Regions from separate parts of the Sus scrofa genome. Here regions 1 and 2 are each linked to region 3. Evidence: chromatin contacts called from public Hi-C data. All regions are on one chromosome and are shown on one strand. Each heading gives the region's core, a stretch centred on a gene start, on an enhancer-like site or on the middle of the called end of the contact. The rest is flanking DNA. Distances are from core to core; before and after follow the strand shown.

What was found. A called contact is a pair of places that touch in the nucleus more often than the background predicts.
Region 1: a Hi-C map of omental adipose tissue shows a contact between it and region 3, with 3 times the contacts expected there. The contact joins two enhancer-like sites. A contact is called at or near these places in 5 of 47 Hi-C or Micro-C datasets (adipose tissue, embryonic fibroblasts, omental adipose tissue and 1 more) and 1 of 2 datasets of contacts at active chromatin or transcription factors (alveolar macrophages).
Region 2: a Hi-C map of embryonic fibroblasts shows a contact between it and region 3, with 2.6 times the contacts expected there. The contact joins the promoter of IL6 here to the enhancer-like site in region 3. A contact is called at or near these places in 2 of 5 promoter capture datasets (fetal liver and liver), 8 of 47 Hi-C or Micro-C datasets (adipocytes, embryonic fibroblasts, fibroblasts and 4 more) and 1 of 2 datasets of contacts at active chromatin or transcription factors (alveolar macrophages).

The regions. Positions count from the first base shown.
Region 1 is chr9:91,544,231-91,547,043 of Sscrofa11.1, reverse strand. No RefSeq gene overlaps it. Among named protein-coding and RNA genes, the nearest start is that of TOMM7, 33 kb to the left of the region's middle. Within about 2 kb of position 1,368, at least 4 of the 83 cell types and tissues checked have an H3K27ac peak or open chromatin away from gene starts, as enhancers often do. A contact at or near this core is called in embryonic fibroblasts and omental adipose tissue, where this site is marked.
Region 2 is chr9:91,504,964-91,508,081 of Sscrofa11.1, reverse strand. It overlaps IL6 (interleukin 6 (interferon, beta 2)), which reads right to left and starts at 1,661. Exons shown (of 5, transcript NM_214399.1): 1 at 1,580-1,661; 2 at 1,221-1,411; 3 at 1-84. The coding sequence starts at 1,598.
Region 3 is chr9:91,342,591-91,345,384 of Sscrofa11.1, reverse strand. No RefSeq gene overlaps it. Among named protein-coding and RNA genes, the nearest start is that of RAPGEF5, 110 kb to the right of the region's middle. Within about 2 kb of position 1,329, at least 7 of the 83 cell types and tissues checked have an H3K27ac peak or open chromatin away from gene starts, as enhancers often do. A contact at or near this core is called in embryonic fibroblasts and omental adipose tissue, where this site is marked.

The DNA.
Region 1 (2,813 bases), core at 119-2,618, 200 kb before region 3:
TTTTCAAATAATATATCTGATAAGGGGTTAATATCCAAAATATAGAAAGAACTTGTACAACTGAAAAAAAAATTCTGATTTAATAATAGACAGAGGACCTGAATGAATATTTTTCTAAAGAAGACACACAAATGGCCAACAGACACATGGAAAGATGTTTAGATCACTAATTGAGAAATGCAAATCAAAACCACAATGAGATACCGCCTCACACCTGTAAGAATGGCTATCATCGAAAAGACAACAAAGAACAAATTTTGGAAAGGATGTGAAAAAAACAGAACTCTCATACACTTTTGACAGAACTGTAAATAGGTCCAGCCACTATGGAAAACTGTATTGAATTTCCTCAAAAAATTAAAACTAGAACTCCATTTCATCTAGCAATTGTGCTTCTGGGTTTTACCCAAATAAAACAAAAACTTAAATTCAAAACGATATATACACATCAATATTCATTACAACATTATATATAATAGCCAAAATATGGAAATAACCACAAGTGCCTATAGATAGATGAATGGGTAAAGAAGATGTGATATATATGTACAAAATATGATTGTATATGTGTGTGTGTGTATATATATGTATATATATATAATGAAAAATTACTCAGCTATTAAAAAAATGAAATCTTGCCACTTGGAAGAACATGGATGGATGTAGAGGGTATTATTGCTAAATGAAATAAGTCAGAAGGGAAGAAAAATACCTCATGATCTCATTTATATGTAAAGTTAAAAAATAAAACAGATAAAAACAAAACGAAATGAAAGCGGATTCATAGATACAGAGAATAAACAAATGGTTCCCAAAGGGAGGGGAGTTGGGGCACTGCGTGAAAGGCATTAAGAGGTATAAACCTCCAGTTATATAATAAATAAGTCATGAGGATGTAATATACAGCATTAGGAATATGGTCATTAATATGGTAATAATTTTGTATGGGGACAGTTATTAGACTTACTGTGGTAATTTTATAATGTAGGCAGATGTCACACTATGTAGTATATTTGAAACTAGCATAATATTATACATAACTTTACTTCAATAAAAATAATTTAAAAATCCTTTCAGACAAAATATGGTCAAATCAGAGTGTAAGTTATATCAAGTCCCTTCTGAAGTACGGACAGTTATAAAGTTAAAAAAGAAAGAAAATAGGAAACAGCGTAAATCAGTTCTTTCCTGTTGAATATGGCGAGACTGGGCCCCCAGAAGTCAGAGTGTAGAAAGCCCGTGGTGGAGATGGTCTAGGGAAGCTGTAGTGAAGTGTGGAGGCCAGCTAATGAAGTCATTGGGGTACAGGAGGGTGGCAATGGGCTGAATGACTAAGCAGTTGGTACTGCATGCCTTGGGAGCTTTGTTGATCAGGTTTGACTTGCAGAGATGAGATTGGGACAGAGATGGTAGGGATGCAGTTATGACTGAAAGCTAGTACAAGCTGGGTAAGGCTTCAAAGGTGTACTGAGTTCAGAACTGTGATTGGATTTTGCTGTGAAGTAAGGAGTGGGAAGTCTGGAGACGTGAGTGGAGACCTGGTCTTAAGCTTGTCAGCATAGGAATGGGGGAATATTTATGGAATATATTTAGGGGAAGATTATGGGATACTTATTTATATTTATCCAGGCAGTGCCTGGATGGAGGAAGCAGACACATGTGTAACAATCATAATCTCACAGTGGAGATATCTTGGGATAGGGAGCCATGCTTTATATCCTTTCACCTGTGCATTGCTAAATATCTTATTATTCAGAAGGCTGTCATATGAAGCAAGAGGCGTCCAAGACACCTGGTGACCACCTTAAATTGTCCAGCAAGGTCTGATTTATTTTTTATTTCCCAGTCTCTTGACCAAATGCATTCTTTTGACCTGTGGCAAGCTTAAAAAGAAATGATTAGGTTACTGTCCCTTCTATTCTTGATCTGAATTCAGGCATAGATTTGAGCTTCTCTGAGGAATGGTTCTGATTATTTAGTGAAAATGAAGCAACTGTTTCAACACATGAGTTCCAAAGGATTTAGGGGGGCATAGTGCCAAGAACTTATTTCCAAATAGCTGATAAAACCACTAAGTGTTTTTGGTTACATACTGATGCTAAATTAAGAAACTAACAAAAGCCAAGACTTATGATTGTTGGCTTATCTAAGTCTTAGTTTTGAAAATTCAAAGTATTGAAAAAATTTTTTTATTAAAACAAAGCTGAAGAAATATGTATAAATGAATTTTTGTGATAAAATTTATGGTGTGCTTAAAAAATAATATTTTTCTAATTTTAAAAGTGGTAAATGCTCACTGAAGAAAAAATTGGGACATGCAAAATTACAAAAAGAATAAAGAAAATAAATATCATTTATAATCTTCTACTTAGAAATGACTATCCTTAATATTTTAGTGGTTTCTTTCTGGGCTTTAGTTTTTAGTTTTCGTTTCTTTTTGCTTTTTTTTTTTTTTTTTTTTTTTTTGCTCAGTTTTTAGGGCCCGCACCCATGGCATATGGAAGTTCCCATCCTAGGGGTCGAATTGGAGCTACACCTGTCGGCCTGTGCCACAGCCACAGCAACGTCAGATCTGAGCCGCGTCGGCGACCTACACCACAATTCATGGCAATGCCAGATCCTTTACCCACTGAGTAAGGCCAGGGATTGAACCTGCATCCTCATGGATCCTAATTGGGTTCCTTAACTGCTGAGCCATGACAGGAACTCCCTGGGCTTTAGTTTTCAATGCATGTACTGTATAATTTACATAGTCAATATTGTACTTTATAATCAAATTTACAATATGTTTTCTGTTTTTGTTTTCTCTTTCA
Region 2 (3,118 bases), core at 412-2,911, 160 kb before region 3:
TTTTTCTGCCATTTTTGGAAGGTTCAGGTTGTTTTCTGCCAGTACCTCCTTGCTGTTTTCACACTTCTCATACTTCTCACACATCTGGGAAAGAGTATTAGAGCTGTTATCATATAAGTGCTCCCAAAACGAACACCACTAGAGGGCTGATTCATGATCTACCATGGCCAGGAAGTTCTCTAAGAAAAGTGGAGTCAGAACCCATTCGCATCCAGGCAAACAAGTGGAGAATGGGCACCCCTGGGTTCCATTCTGACCTCCCCTCTGCCTTCAGGCATATTACCTATTCCAAGTCTCAGTGCCCCTAACTCTCCTAGTTGGGGATAATGAAACACCTCCCTTGTAAGTTTACTGTGAGGATAAGATATAATATTTATATCTTAATATAATATTTATCTGTAAAGTGCCTGGCACATAGTGGATCCTTAATAAATGACAGGAATTTTGATGATAATTGGGTGAGTATAATTTGAGCCATAGAATGTGCCAGCTGGAAGAGCCTTTCAGATCATCTAGTCTAAATCCATAATTTTGCAGATGGGGCGCACAGGTGGTAGGGAATTTGCCCGAGATCACAAAGCAGGTTCAACAGATCAGAACCAAATTTGAGGCTCCCAATCTCCTCTCCTGTGTTCTTTCCTTTCTACCAAACAGAGCCAAACTCCCTTACATTTTAAGCTTGGGAGCTGCTTTAACCTACCTAGGATTTTGCCACTTTGGTGGGCTGTCAGGTATGCATCTTATTTGCCGGAATGACTCTGGGGAGTCCCTAACCACTGAGCTGGCGTAATCTAAAAGTACAGTGACTGTCCTGAGAAGCTGAACAGTCATTTCAGTGGTGCTTTTAAATGCTCCCCCCAAGTCCAAGGAACGCAAAGAAGATTGACAGGCCTTATTTTTTGGTTAGAGAAGAGGAAATCCTGAGAGGCAGTGAGTGTGACTCTCAGCTCATGCCAAGCATGGAAATGCGAATGAGACTTGAGGCATGGATTCCAGCCCCGCAGTATATTTTCCCCGGAGGAAAAGGAACTACCTGAGACCAGCAGCAGAGGAGAAATTAAAAAACACAGCCTGCCCCTTTGGCTTCAGATCGAAGCTGTCCCAGAACCCAGCAAAGACCTTCCCCTCCCCACCAAAAGCAGGAGCCGCTGTTCACATCCAAGGCCGAGGAGATGACCACCTACAGGGGCCCTTCATCTCCCTCAGGCGAGCCTACCCACCTCCTTTCTCATTGCAGAGATTTTGCCGAGGATGTACTTAATGAGTTCTTCAGTTTTGTCCGGAGAGGTGAAGAGCATTTTGTCTGAGGTGGCATCACCTTTGGCATCTTCTTCCAGGCGTCCCGGGGTAGGGAAGGCAGTAGCCATCACCAGAAGCAGCCCCAGGGAGAAGGCGACTGGACTGAAGGCGCCTGTGCCGGAGGGAAGGGAGAGCAGCCAGTGAGCAGACTGCACCACTGGGGGAGCTGTGCTTCTGGCTGCTGGCCGCCCGCCAGCTCTCGCAGCAGCGGATACACACCCCCTCCCTCGCCAGGCACGGCTGCCAGGCAGTTCCAAGGCTAGGGATTTCCTTCACTTACTTGTGGAGAGGGAGTTCATAGCTGGGTTCCTGGAGGGCAGATGGAGCTCTCTTTCGTTCCTGGTGGGCTCGAGGGCAGACTGAGCCTTAGACATCCCCAGTCTCATATTTATTGGGGGTTGAGACTCTAATATTGAGACTCATGGGAAAATCCCACATTTGATAAATCTTTGTTGGAGGGTGGGGGTGGGGCCAGAGCGGGTGGGGCTGATTGGAAACCTTATTAAGATTGTGCAATGTGACGTCCTTTAGCATCACAGGAATCACAACCAGGGAAAAAAGTGCCACTTAGGTCATTACCAAGGCTAGTCCTCAGAAGCCGGATCATTTTTCCTTCACTTTCTGTTTTTTCTCTTTTGCTTTTTTTCTTTCTTCTTTTCTTTTTTTTTTTTTTTTTTTTTTTAGTGACTCAGCACATTGACATGTCTTGAGAAGAAAAGTAAAGCTGAAGTCATGCACGAAGTTTTACAGGGCTGGGGGTTCAGGAAAAGCTAAGGCTGACTATGATTAAAAAAATAATTACCAGATGAACCAGCTAGGATTTAGTATTCCAGTTTATTTCATGTTTGTAAAAAAACCCTTAAGATATTCTGGCCTGAGTTTCCCCAGACCACCTTACAGCCCACCCCCTTGGGGTTAGAAAGAAGACACTACAAGCCCTCTGCAGTACTTTTTCCTTGCTCTCGCTGTGACCAGCTGTTGCAGAACGTCCTGACTGCAGTTGTCTCTAGGAATCTCCAGGTGCAATGTGGGTACATACATGAATGACTCCTTTTGGCCACGACGTAGCTTCTGCCGGTTTCCTCCTTGCCTGCTCAAACCCACTTCGGCCAGGTCAGCGACAGCCCTACTCACTTCATAGTGGCCTTTTGGAGACCCTCCCAGTGAAGACTTTGATCTCTGGGCCAAGGGGGTTGTCTTGTGCTGCTGGTCCCCACTGCAGGCACCAGGGTGATCCTCTTCCCACTGGGGAGCCATGAGGACCCCGAGGGCATGCTGGGTCTACTGGAGCCCTAACTTTACTGACACTCCCTGGGCTTAGGGCAGAAGTGGGGAGAATACTACTCACCTCTTTGATAGGATGTCAAAGGAGGACCTTGTGGCATTTTTTGCAGCGTGTGTTCATAGCTCCCTTCTGCTGTATGACTTGATTTGAATCCAGAGGCGGCTGAATAGTAGTCTGATAGAGCAGGGCTCCAGGTTCAGAATCACACTTTCTCTCCAAAGCCCCAGGCTTCCATACTAGGTTGAGCTTGTACAGGCTCCCTTGGCCCCTACAGTGGTATCTCTTGCAGGAGGGTCCTTGGTTTCACACAAATGGGCTCTATACCAGGTTCCCCCACCAGTTGCCCAGACACCCGGACAGCTCTTAAGACTGATTCCAGGCTGAAGCTAGGACACTTGCAGGATACCAAAAAAATTTTGTTTGTTTGTTTGCAAAACAGTGTTAACATCACAATCTGCTTGGGTTTGCTTCGCAAAGAGGATCTTGTCAGGATTGCTAAAACAAAGACCTCAGCTAGGGTATTTAAAATATGAA
Region 3 (2,794 bases), core at 80-2,579:
GAAAGTAGGAACCCTAGAAAACCACATGGGGGAGTTCACTGGAGTCAAACCTGATTCAGTAAAACCAAGGTGATAAAACTTGAATGAGTCAATTATGCAAGAATGTGATTAGATAAAATCATCTTGTAGATTCACTGACTAATCATGGAAAAGAAGTAATTTCCATGAAAAAAGCAAGCATGCTGTGGGCACAGATAAGATACTAACAATGGCTAGGGAAGCTGGGAGCTCTCTGGCTGTTTTTCCTGGCACTATGGGAGACTTATGGTCATGGACCAATAAGAACCCACTGCTCTGTACCCAGAACCTCGTGCAGATTTTCCCACGCATTTGTGCCTTTATTCCCAGTAACAGTCATACACAAGTTGTATTACTTTCCTCATCTTTCAGATAGCAGAACAGGTTCAGAAAAGTTTTTAACTACCCCAGGTCACACAGGAGGAAATGGAGCTTGACAGAGAGGGAACCAGGTGTTCCCACTCCAAGTTGCAGGCTCTTAGCCAGCTCCCAGTGACAGCGGAAGCACTGGACCACGGTGCAGCACAACCTCGAGGGCTTGTTTCAGTGCCTCAGGGGCTCCCCTTAACTGGCCTCCTCTTTATCCAGATCCGTGCTTCTCCGTCTTTGGATGCATCCTCAGCATCCCCTGCGTGGCTGGTCAGAGTCCAGACTGCTGGACCCCATCTCTGGTCTTTCTTTTTTTTCTTTTTTTGATCTTTTTGCTATTTCCTGGGCCGCTCCTGCGGCATATGGAGGTTCCCAGGCTAGGGGTCTAATCGGAGCTATAGGTACTGGCCTACACCAGCGCCATAGCAACGTGGGATCCGAGCCACATCTGCAACCTACACCACAGCTCACTGCAACGCGGGATCGTTAACCCACTGAGCAAGGGCAGGGACTGAACCTGTAACCTCATGGTTCCTAGTTGGATTCATTAACCACTGCGCCACGACGGGAACTCCATGGTCTTTCTGATTCTTCAGGTCTGGGCTGGAGCCTGAGAGTTTGCATTTCTAACACATTCTCAGATGTTGCTAGTGCTGCTAGCCCAAAGGACTGCAGTGGAAGACCACAGAAGTTTTTTTAGCTATCATCCCTGGGGGTTGGCCTGCACGCCAATAATCAGTTATAACAACCATCCTTTTTTCTACGTAAAACTGCCCTCTGAGTTCTGGTAAGTCTGTTTCAGACTCACCCTGTTTGGAAGTGGATGTTTCCTGAGTATTTACAGTCGGCTTGGGCTCAGACTGCAAACTCATGCCTGGAGGAGCTTGTAGAACTGTAGTGGCTGCAGGCCTAGGACTTTTTTTTTTTTCCTTTCCCCTAGCCAAGTTGCCAGGTTGTGAGGTTTGGGTCCAGGAATGCTGTTAGAATGCTGGGCAGTCAAGACTGTCTCAGCCTGCTATGCTCTGCCTCTCCACTTTCCACTCCCTCCCTCCATTCTTGTCAAAATTATTTATGTCCTCTACTGTATAAAAGACACAGATGCAAGCCACATATGTAATGGCATTTTTGTAGTAGTGACATTAAAATTATCTTATTCTTTTTTCCCCTTTGAATCTTTGAAATCTTTTTGTTCCATTTTGTTTTGCATTTCTTTTGTTACCAGTGAGGTTTCATATTTCCCCCTATTTGTTGGTAATTTATGTCTCTTTGTACCTTTGCTTACATCATCTTTCTTCTATTGGGTTTGTCGGGGGTTTTTTTATTTAAAGATTTTAATTTTTTCCATTATAGCTGGTTTACAGTGTTCTGTCAATTTTCTACTGTAGAGAAAAGTGACCCAGTCACACATACATATATACATTCTTTTTATCACATTATCCTCCATCATGCTGATCTTAGTTAATCCTGCAGCCTATCTCAATGCAGACAAGCTGGATTCCAGGTGCCCAGGAACCCCATGTAGCTGGTGACCCCTGTGTTGGACAGCGTTCTCTTGCCTTTGGAATTGTTGCCAGGTCTGAACCTAAAAAGAACTATTTTATGAAAGTCATGAAAGTAAGAGTTGTCCAGATAGTCATACCTTTGCATTGGTCTATGTTTAGTAAATGTACAGATATAGGTAACCAAAACATGGCTGTGCCTCCGAATTAACTGGGACACCTATTAAAAATATGACAGGAGTTCCCGTCATGGCTCAGTGTTTAACAAATCCAACTAGGAACCATAAGGTTGCCGGTTTGATCCCTGGCCTTGCTCAGTGGGTTGAGGATCCGGCATTGCCGTGAGCTGTGGTGTAGGTTGCAGATGCGGCTTGGATCCCACGTTGCTGTGGCGCTGGTGTAGGCCAGCACCTACAGCTCCGATTAGACCCCTAGCCTGGGAACCTCCATATGCCGCAGGAGCAGCCCAAGAAATGGCAAAAAAGACAAAAAAAAAAAAAAAAAAAAAAAAAAAGATGACAGCCTGTATCTAACAGCAGAGCTCCTTAATTACATGGGGTGGAGGAAGAGAGCTCTGCATTTTTAATGAGGGTAATTTTGCAGCAACCAGCCTAGGACTTTCCACAGAGGGACATTTCCAAATCACCATACAGAGAACTACAAATCTCATCTAGGAATCTCAGCCTAGAAGCCAGAGGCCAGAGTCTGGCTTCTTTACCTTTCTGTCAAACAGCCTATTTGTACCTGAAGCCTGATTTGCACTGGGTATCATTTCACTGAAATAGCTTAGCATCCAATTTGTAGGAAAACACTGTTCACTTGGCTTTCTTATCTTTGTGGGAGACATATGTAGGGAATTGTGTGCACGTGCTGCCACCTAGTGATGGAAGATGCTGTTGGCACATGTT